Regions from separate parts of the Zea mays genome. Here all the other regions are linked to region 1. A link is a contact called in public Hi-C data. All regions are on one chromosome and are shown on one strand. The core of a region is the stretch at or near the end of the contact, and the rest is flanking DNA. Distances in the headings are between cores, read along the strand shown. Region 1 has its middle 5.3 kb from the start of LOC103651113. Region 2 has its middle 15 kb from the start of LOC111591193. Region 3 has its middle 3.6 kb from the start of LOC111591193.

Region 1 (2,700 bases), core at 179-2,678:
ACACTTGAACCCATATAAACCTAGGGGTCTAATGGAATCACGAAGGATCTTAAACTTTTTCCTTCGTAACCAAGATCGTAATAAATTAGCATCCATTGCATCACGTGATACAACATTTCACAGAAAACAAAGTAGATCAAAGTAAAATTTAGTTATTACAACTTAGTCGGCACGAAGGCCCAAATGTGACGTAACAAGTGGCATCATCGTTATGAAAAGTTTTTGCGGAAGCGTTTGTTCAAGTATCAATTTCTTTCAACGCACATTCTTGTCATTCTAAATTTGTGCGCATGTAGCAGGAAATGAATATTTTATACGGTATACCACAGTGCATAAAGTGGAGAGCATAGTTGCGCGTTCAACCTATCCACGTTAGTGTTTTTTTATTTGCGTCGTTAGATTCAAGATGTCTGGCTATGCTTTGCTCTTTACACCGCTTCTTTATTTCTCCTCTCTCTTCCTTTCTCGACAATTTCGTCTCTATCATAGGATATGGTTTTCCTCTGCCTTTCTGTTCGTGGTGGATGTGGCGACTCGACCAGATTTATAAGAGACCAAGTATGAAAACCAACTATTTGACAGTGATTTAATACACTTGAACCCATATAAACCTAGGGGTCTAATGGAATCACGAAGGATCTTAAACTTTTTCCTTCGTAACCAAGATCGTAATAAATTAGCATCCATTGCATCACGTGATACAACATTTCACAGAAAACAAAGTAGATCAAAGTAAAATTTAGTTATTACAACTTAGTCGGCATGAAGGCCCAAATGTGACGTAACAAGTGGCATCATCGTTATGAAAAGTTTTTGCGGAAGCGTTTGTTCAAGTATCAATTTCTTTCAACGCACATTCTTGTCATTCTAAATTTGTGCGCATGTAGCACGAAATGATTTTTTACGCGGTGTACCACAATGCATAAATATTTATATCGTGTAGCATAATTAATATCAATATATGTCTACATGATATAGATATAATGATTACCGTAAACCCTAAACTTATAAAATAAGGAAATCAATATCACAATAAAACTTCAAACTTATTCGTGTTAAAAGTCATAGATATATTGATCAATTAAATTTTAAAATAGGGGGAAACTGTGGCGCTATATCGTAAAAAATGTATTTATTGTGAGATATATTTTAAATATTAAAAATGTATTTATTCTAGGAGCGAATAAGGGAGAAAAAAAAAGTAGAGTCTGCGATCTCACGTTCCTGCTGGTACCCGACAGCGCCCACAAATAGCGCACGGATCTGACAACTACAGCTGGCGGGTGCCGGTGCATAGCGTTCGTTCGGGACCTGTTCGCTAGCAGAAAAAAGAATTCATTCGCGTAGAAAATGACGGGATGAGAGAGAGCCGAAAAGGAGGACAGCGGCTATGGTCCTGGTGCGGCGCCTTCTACGTGCCGCCTCTCCAAATCAGTCGCGTCGCGAGGTGGGTCCGCGCACGCGAGCGGGGCGGCGCCAAGTGGAGATACGAACGGATCGCGGGGGCGGAATTGTCCGGCGACGCCGGCGCCCGCTTTGTTTGTTTCGTTCGGGCGAGTGATGAGCGATGGCGACAGGCAGCGGGGCGGGCGGCGTGGAGAGCAGGGCGAGGAGTGGGAGCCGTTTGGGCGGACGGGACTGGGATGACAATAATCCCGATCCCCGATTCTAGGCAGAGAAAGTTTATTACCCCATAGCGGTAAGCAAACCAGAAAAAATTCTCACCCAACGGATAAACAAGAATAGAAAAAAAATCATTTCTTATATTGGTGGAGCGAAAGTACTCTAACTATTTATGTTAAATTTCTATATAGAGATTATATGAGCCGCTTCTTTCCCTTTTTTTTAAATCCGAACATCTAAAAAACTGAAATAAAACTGCTATGTTCTCATCCACTCCTTAACCAAACACACGCTTAATTTCTTAAAAATTCTGTTAAACCTACTACTAGTGACGGCATGTTCCTTGCGAAGCATGGTGACGTGAGAGAAGGAATTGGGAGCCCACACACCGGTGGAATAGATTTTTTTCGCGAGCAGGAATTTAGGGAGCTGAGATAAGAGTCCGTTGGAGGTGTTTTTTTTTTCTTCTTTTTTCCTCAAAAATAAGAATTGGGAGTTGTGCTTAAGGACTTACCGGAGATGTTCTAAACATCTTGGCATTGGCGTGGATCGATAATTTTTATTATTATTTTAACTCTTTTATTAGAATGACAACGGGTATATAACCATTATACTCTTAGATAAAAAATCTACAATGTACCGGTTTAGGTGTAAATTTATATCTTAAGGGCTGATTTGGTGGTCAGAAATCCCGAGGGGATTCATGGGGGAGGAATCCCTTTGTTATTCAAAATTGAATTGCAAGGGGATTTCTCCCCTATGGATTCCCTTGGGATTCAATATCACCAAATCAGCCCTAAGGTTTATATCACAGACGCGGTTTAAAGAAACACGTATGCAACATAAACGCTTGTTTATAGAGGGGCCACCATGGCACCATCCGTGTTATGGCTAAAATTTCACGGCATCGAGGACTTCACGTTTTGTCAGGGGCATTAATTTTTTTTGTCATCTTTACGATTTTTACTAAATCACCAGCCAAAAAATAGCCGAGTCGCTATATACCACTCACTTTGTAAATATGGTAAATAGTTAATTTTCCCATTTAGGTTACCTCACTTAGTTCTCGTTTGGTTT
Region 2 (2,700 bases), core at 45-2,544, 160 kb before region 1:
CACAGTCCGTCTCGCCCGGCTCATTAGCATTGTTAAAATATAAGCATGTCACGTAGTAGCTCACGGCAGCATACGTACCAAGGATCCGTAAACATGTGCACTGGACTCTGGTCACGCAGCACGACGACCGCACTCTTCGCGGCGTGCCGTTGCCCGTCGGTGAAGGCAGAAGGCCACCAACAGGCAACACCAAGGACCCAGACGAACCTACCCTAGTAGTACTGTCATACTAACTGTTTTACCGCCCTAAATCCGGCCCGTTTTACCTCCTGCGGTGAAACAAGCACCCGCTCCACCACCATCACCGACACAGCCACGCAGGGCACCAGAAATAGCAACGCTTAAAGGAGCGAGCCCAACAAGACAGGACTAAGCTTTCCTTAAATAGGTATGTACAGTACAGCTAGCCGGAATAGTGCGCCGTGCAGCGTGCACCCACTGCTCTACTACTTCCCAACTCCCGCTGCCCAGTCCTCACCTGCTCACCGCCAGTCACCATTGACACTGCAGCCACGTCACAATCCGATCGAGCATCAGCATGACGGCGCCTCGTTGAGGTCGAAGGGCAGACCGGCGCGGCTTCGGCCCGTGCCCAGCTCCAGCGCCAGCGCCGTTGACGGTGGCTCGGATGCCAGCGGCATCGGTGCAGTCGTGGGAAGCGGGGCCGCGGCCGCGGCCGCTGTCTGGGTCGTCTGCAAGCAGACGGAATGCCACGGAGTAGGGCAGTCGACGTGGACGTCGACGCCTCCGAACGAGACGTGCCGCGGCGGGGGTTGACGAAGAAGCGGCGCCAGACGGAGGCGCTGCCGCTGCTGCTGGGCCTGGGCGGCGTGGTCGGCAGGGAAGTTGGTCTTGGCCTTGGCGCCGCGGAGGGTGCGCGCGGCGCAGTCGTACGCGAGGGCGGCCTCCACGGGGGTGTCGAACGTGCCCAGCCACACCCGCGTCTTCTTCCACGGGTCGCGGATCTCGGTCGCGTACCTGCCCCACGGCCGCTTCCTCACGCCTCTGTAGTGCGCGCCGCCTCCTCCGCCGCCCCTCGCCCCGCCACTGCCGCCGCCGCCGCGGCTCAGCACTGCCCGAAGCGTGGGATCCATCTGGGATCGAGAGCTGGGCGGGCTTGTTGGGTTACAGCAACGTGCGTGGTGTTTGGTCTTTGCCACGAGCACGAGGTGGAGACTGGGAGAGCACTGTCTGCGCACTGGTACCTGCCTGCCTGCCTGGTGCGGTGGTGCCCTGCTAAACGTCGTGCGAGTGCGACTGTGCGAGCGAGCGGCGCCGAACGGAGCAGCAACTTTTCCACGCCGGTGGGGCCGCTGTCGCTGTGACCTACGTGTCAGTGAAACTTGCATGCATGCATGCACATCCCTGTCCGCTTTCCTTTCCCTCGGACTGTTTTTGTCGCCTACTCGCCGCGAGCAATAAAAGGTGGCGGAAACAGGTCCAAAACGACGTGCTCAGTGCTCACACAGACGGACAATGACCTGCCGGCTGCCGCCTACGGGGGGGCCACGTGATCAGAGCAAGTCCCGCAGTTTCAACAGTGAGAAAATGGTATATCCTGATCCTTTCTATTCAATTGATGATAATGTAAAATCTTATAAAAAATTATATGTGAGTGATATAAAAATGTTTAAGATATTTAAGATGACAAATAAAATACTAGACACAATTACAATGATATAGAAAGGTGTCACTCGTAGTTAAACTCTCAGTAAAATTATATAAATGCTAGGAGTATATAATTTACTTGTTTCTATTTTACATTATTATGCACAAGTTAGTTGTAAGTTTATAATTCGTTTTTTCTTGTTTTTAGTTCACTTTGGCGTTTAATTTACCTATAGACTGTTAGGCAATTGGGCTACTCCAGCGGCTTACTTGTCCCTTATAAAGCGCGAGTTTTTTTCGTGGGTCTTTCCCTTCCATGCTACCTGTAGCGAGCATTCTCGGTGCGTCAGCGAAATATAAAAAAATGTGGCCGCTAAGATTCGAGTTGTTGTCTATAGGACGAGAGCAAAAATCGTCTCTAACCACTGCAATTCATGTTAGTTTATGTCAAATAAACGATAGCGATGTATGGACAACTAACTAGTCTTGTTTCAAACACTACTCCATAGACAGTTTAGCCTACAATATAAAACAATATATTATGCGGCCGTATGCATGGTCTGTTGACTGTTGGTCATAGCCTTAAATTGTTACTAGCATATAGTTCATGATAATGCTACGATCCCGCGAAGGAGAAATGTTGACGACGGTGGCGCGCGGTGTCGTGAGGGATTATGGATTATATAAATATTATCAACAAATTAAGGGAGAGGGCTTATCTAGGGCTTGAATAATTGGTTTTGTTGCTATGTTAAGTTTGGATGCAATTTGTTTGGTGGATTTAGTGGAGATTATGGTTATTTTGGTGATTTGAATGGATGTGTTTTGCAAAGTTCAAATTGGTGGATTATATAGCAATATAAATATAGATTAGAATATAGATGTCGGGGACCATAATTAGGGGTACCCTCAAGGCTCCTAATTCTCAGCTGGTAACCCCCATCGGCATAAAGCTGCTAAGGCCTGATGGGTGCGATTAAGTCAGGGATCAGTCCGTTCGAGCGACTCGATCACGCCTCGCCCGAGCCTAGCCTCGGACAAGGCAGCCGACCCCGGAGGATTTTCGTCTCGCCCGAGGCCTCCCTCCGACGG
Region 3 (2,700 bases), core at 44-2,543, 180 kb before region 1:
TTCAATTTAATTTCCCAGATTTCCAAGCACTATAGAGCTTGATATAGTTGTTATGGCCACTTGACGATATATAAATATGATGCCACACAACACAGTCAAATAAAATATAAAGCCAAATAAAATTGTTTACAAAGGTTGCACATAATGTGACTTTAGGGGCTTGAACAACCCACCACAATCCACGCGAGTACAAGCTCTAGCGTATCTGGCGTCAACGCGTGTGCGGCCATCAGGGTCACGACAACACAACAAGCCTTCGTAATAAGTGCAACAGGCACAATTATGGCTCGGTAATCGGGGTACACGATAAGTCCACGCAACGTGCGCAACATGCGCAATTGTGGTTCGATGATCACGGCGGACAAAGAGTGCCTGCAGGGCATGCGAAAAATACGCGACTCACCGATAGCAGTTCCACTCAACGAGAGCTGTCCGATTAAACGAGAGTGCTACATAGCAATCACATGACGCAGCCAAGTTCGTACGACACAAATACTGCGTCGTGTTGCCAGGACGCAGCCAATGCTCAGCTAATGCCATAACTCAACCGATTAACAATGCAGCCTGATCGGCATGTTCGGGTACCCACTATACAATTTAATCGCTCGACATGAGTCCAAAAGCTCAACATAATATAAATATTTAAAGAGCGATTTAAGTATGCACAATATAGAAACGTGCATTTTAATATTTTTCTACTAAATATCTGCTATGAGAAATATAAAGCAGAAAAATAAACACCAAAATTAATGCATGAGCATAACACATCAGGTGTAAAAAGTTATTTTCTATATTTAAGCATGCATTTTGACTAGTTATTTGCGGTAGAAAATAATTAATTGAGATAGAAATAGTAAAAAACTTATTAATTATTTTTCTAGTCGATGCCTTTTTTATGTCTCATTTCTTAATCCCAACATGTACTATGGTGGGTGGCGTGTGTGTGGGTGCTCCATTCATATAAATGCGCAGCAACCGCTTTGACTGCATGCTACTTTGACTGCATGCATGCAGGCGTATCCATGCATACACTGATTATCGCATGACCCGTTAAGGCCGAGATGGCCGGCCTCGCGATGGCGGCTCACAATGAGCCATGCTCTTCCTACGCCTTTGAGGCTCCTATCCTTATAACGCGCCAGCAGTTATTGATAGGATTCATTGGCCACCAGGTGGTCAAAAGGCGATCCAACAACCACGGCCCTCATATAGGCACGCCCCTACGGAGGTGCAGCATCAGCAAGGCACACTGGTGTGGCCTCGACGCGGGCGATTCCAGCGCAGCGCGTGCCTGGGCGCTCCACTGGACGGTAACGCGTGACCTAGCGCGCCCACCGCTAATGGCGAGTAGAGACCGGCCAGTGCAGAATCAGCCATGGCGTGAACAGACCTGGCGGGCCAGCTGACGGGGCGAGACATGGGCCACCTGCACGCTAAGTCGGCATGGGCGAGCATGCACCTCACCGATCGCGGTGACAAGGGCCATAGCGCAGCCTTGTGTGTCCCCGTCGGATCAATAATGAACAGTGCTACACACAAACCATCAGCCGCAAACACATCTGTTGGATTTGGAGAAAACAACCTAGCTCTCGATGCGCGTAGAGGAATACGGATCGCAGCGCATGCACAACAGTAGATCAAGAACACTATATTCGATCTACAAGCCTTACCGATCAATCGTAGCCCATGACAGCGATGGCAAGTTCGTCGCACAAAAATCGTAGCCCGTGCACAGCAGCAGATCAAGAACAGTAAACATACCGTTCGATTGCGTAGAGGGAGAATCGAAGCCTGTCGCGTAGGACAGTTCGGCTAGGCCGGAGACCTGCCGGATTGACGGAGAGTTGATGCAGATCTGATCCAGCAGCAACGTCGAGGTAGAGCGTGCTGATAACATGTTGAGAACTATGTCACCACGGATCACCAGTTCCGCTCCCTTCCCTCCCATCAGCAGTAGAGGCGCGAGAAGCTGTAGAAGACCCGTCTCCCTTCCCATATAAGCACGACAGAGTAAACACACGAGACACAGGGTATAGGGTTGGGCCTCTGGCCTCTTTCTCTTCTCTATCATATGAAGGGGTGTACAGATTCCTTATATAGAGATGTGAGACCCCTCAGGGGCAAAGCAGGTATTTGCCCACATAACCCTAACTAGGGTTACTTAACACAGGCAACCACAGTGCTCCGCGCAGCAGCCTCTATAGGTGCGGAGCGGTTGTGCCGGCACGATGGAGTGGAAGTAAGCTTCCGCGAACGGATGTCCGGTCCACTGCCGGCCTCCGCCCTACTTCACACGATGCACCACGACCTAGCCTGCTGCCGGCCCTGCAGGAGACGCAGCTCTTGTAGTAGCTAATGCGTGTCATCGAGGTTGACGCCAAGGTTCACAACTCACCCCGCCGCTGTGCCAGAGCATGTCGCGTCCCTGCCGCCGCATGCATGTTTGGCAGGAGCGAGGCTGGAATCTTGCAGGCGGCTTCGGTCCGGCTCCGGCCTGATACGAGAGACGCCCTTATAAGTTATAACCCCAGCAGCTCTTCGACGGTGCGCGGGATGCAAGGAAGGGGAGGTCGTGCATGCGCGGGCCCGCAAGAGCGGCGCCGCCAGCTCTACTGCCACCGAGTTTGTCGTGGAAAGGCGATTCGGCGGTCGTTCAACTGATTCGCCGAAATTGCTCATTCTTTTACCTCAATCAATCCC

Evidence for each region. A called contact is a pair of places that touch in the nucleus more often than the background predicts.
Region 2: a contact with region 1 is called in a Hi-C map of ear, with 2.2 times the contacts expected there. The contact joins two enhancer-like sites. A contact is called at or near these places in 5 of 25 Hi-C or Micro-C datasets (ear, endosperm, leaf and 1 more).
Region 3: a contact with region 1 is called in a Hi-C map of tassel, with 2.2 times the contacts expected there. The contact joins two enhancer-like sites. A contact is called at or near these places in 8 of 25 Hi-C or Micro-C datasets (bundle sheath, ear, leaf and 1 more).

Annotation. Positions count from the first base shown.
Region 1 is chr3:193,793,958-193,796,657 of Zm-B73-REFERENCE-NAM-5.0, forward strand. No RefSeq gene overlaps it. Among protein-coding and RNA genes, the nearest start is that of LOC103651113, 5.3 kb to the right of the region's middle. Within about 2 kb of position 1,429, at least 17 of the 20 cell types and tissues checked have an H3K27ac peak or open chromatin away from gene starts, as enhancers often do. A contact at or near this core is called in ear, endosperm, leaf and 1 more, where this site is marked.
Region 2 is chr3:193,632,422-193,635,121 of Zm-B73-REFERENCE-NAM-5.0, forward strand. No RefSeq gene overlaps it. Among protein-coding and RNA genes, the nearest start is that of LOC111591193, 15 kb to the left of the region's middle. Within about 2 kb of position 1,295, at least 20 of the 20 cell types and tissues checked have an H3K27ac peak or open chromatin away from gene starts, as enhancers often do. A contact at or near this core is called in ear, endosperm, leaf and 1 more, where this site is marked.
Region 3 is chr3:193,614,093-193,616,792 of Zm-B73-REFERENCE-NAM-5.0, forward strand. No RefSeq gene overlaps it. Among protein-coding and RNA genes, the nearest start is that of LOC111591193, 3.6 kb to the right of the region's middle. Within about 2 kb of position 1,294, at least 11 of the 20 cell types and tissues checked have an H3K27ac peak or open chromatin away from gene starts, as enhancers often do. A contact at or near this core is called in ear and tassel, where this site is marked.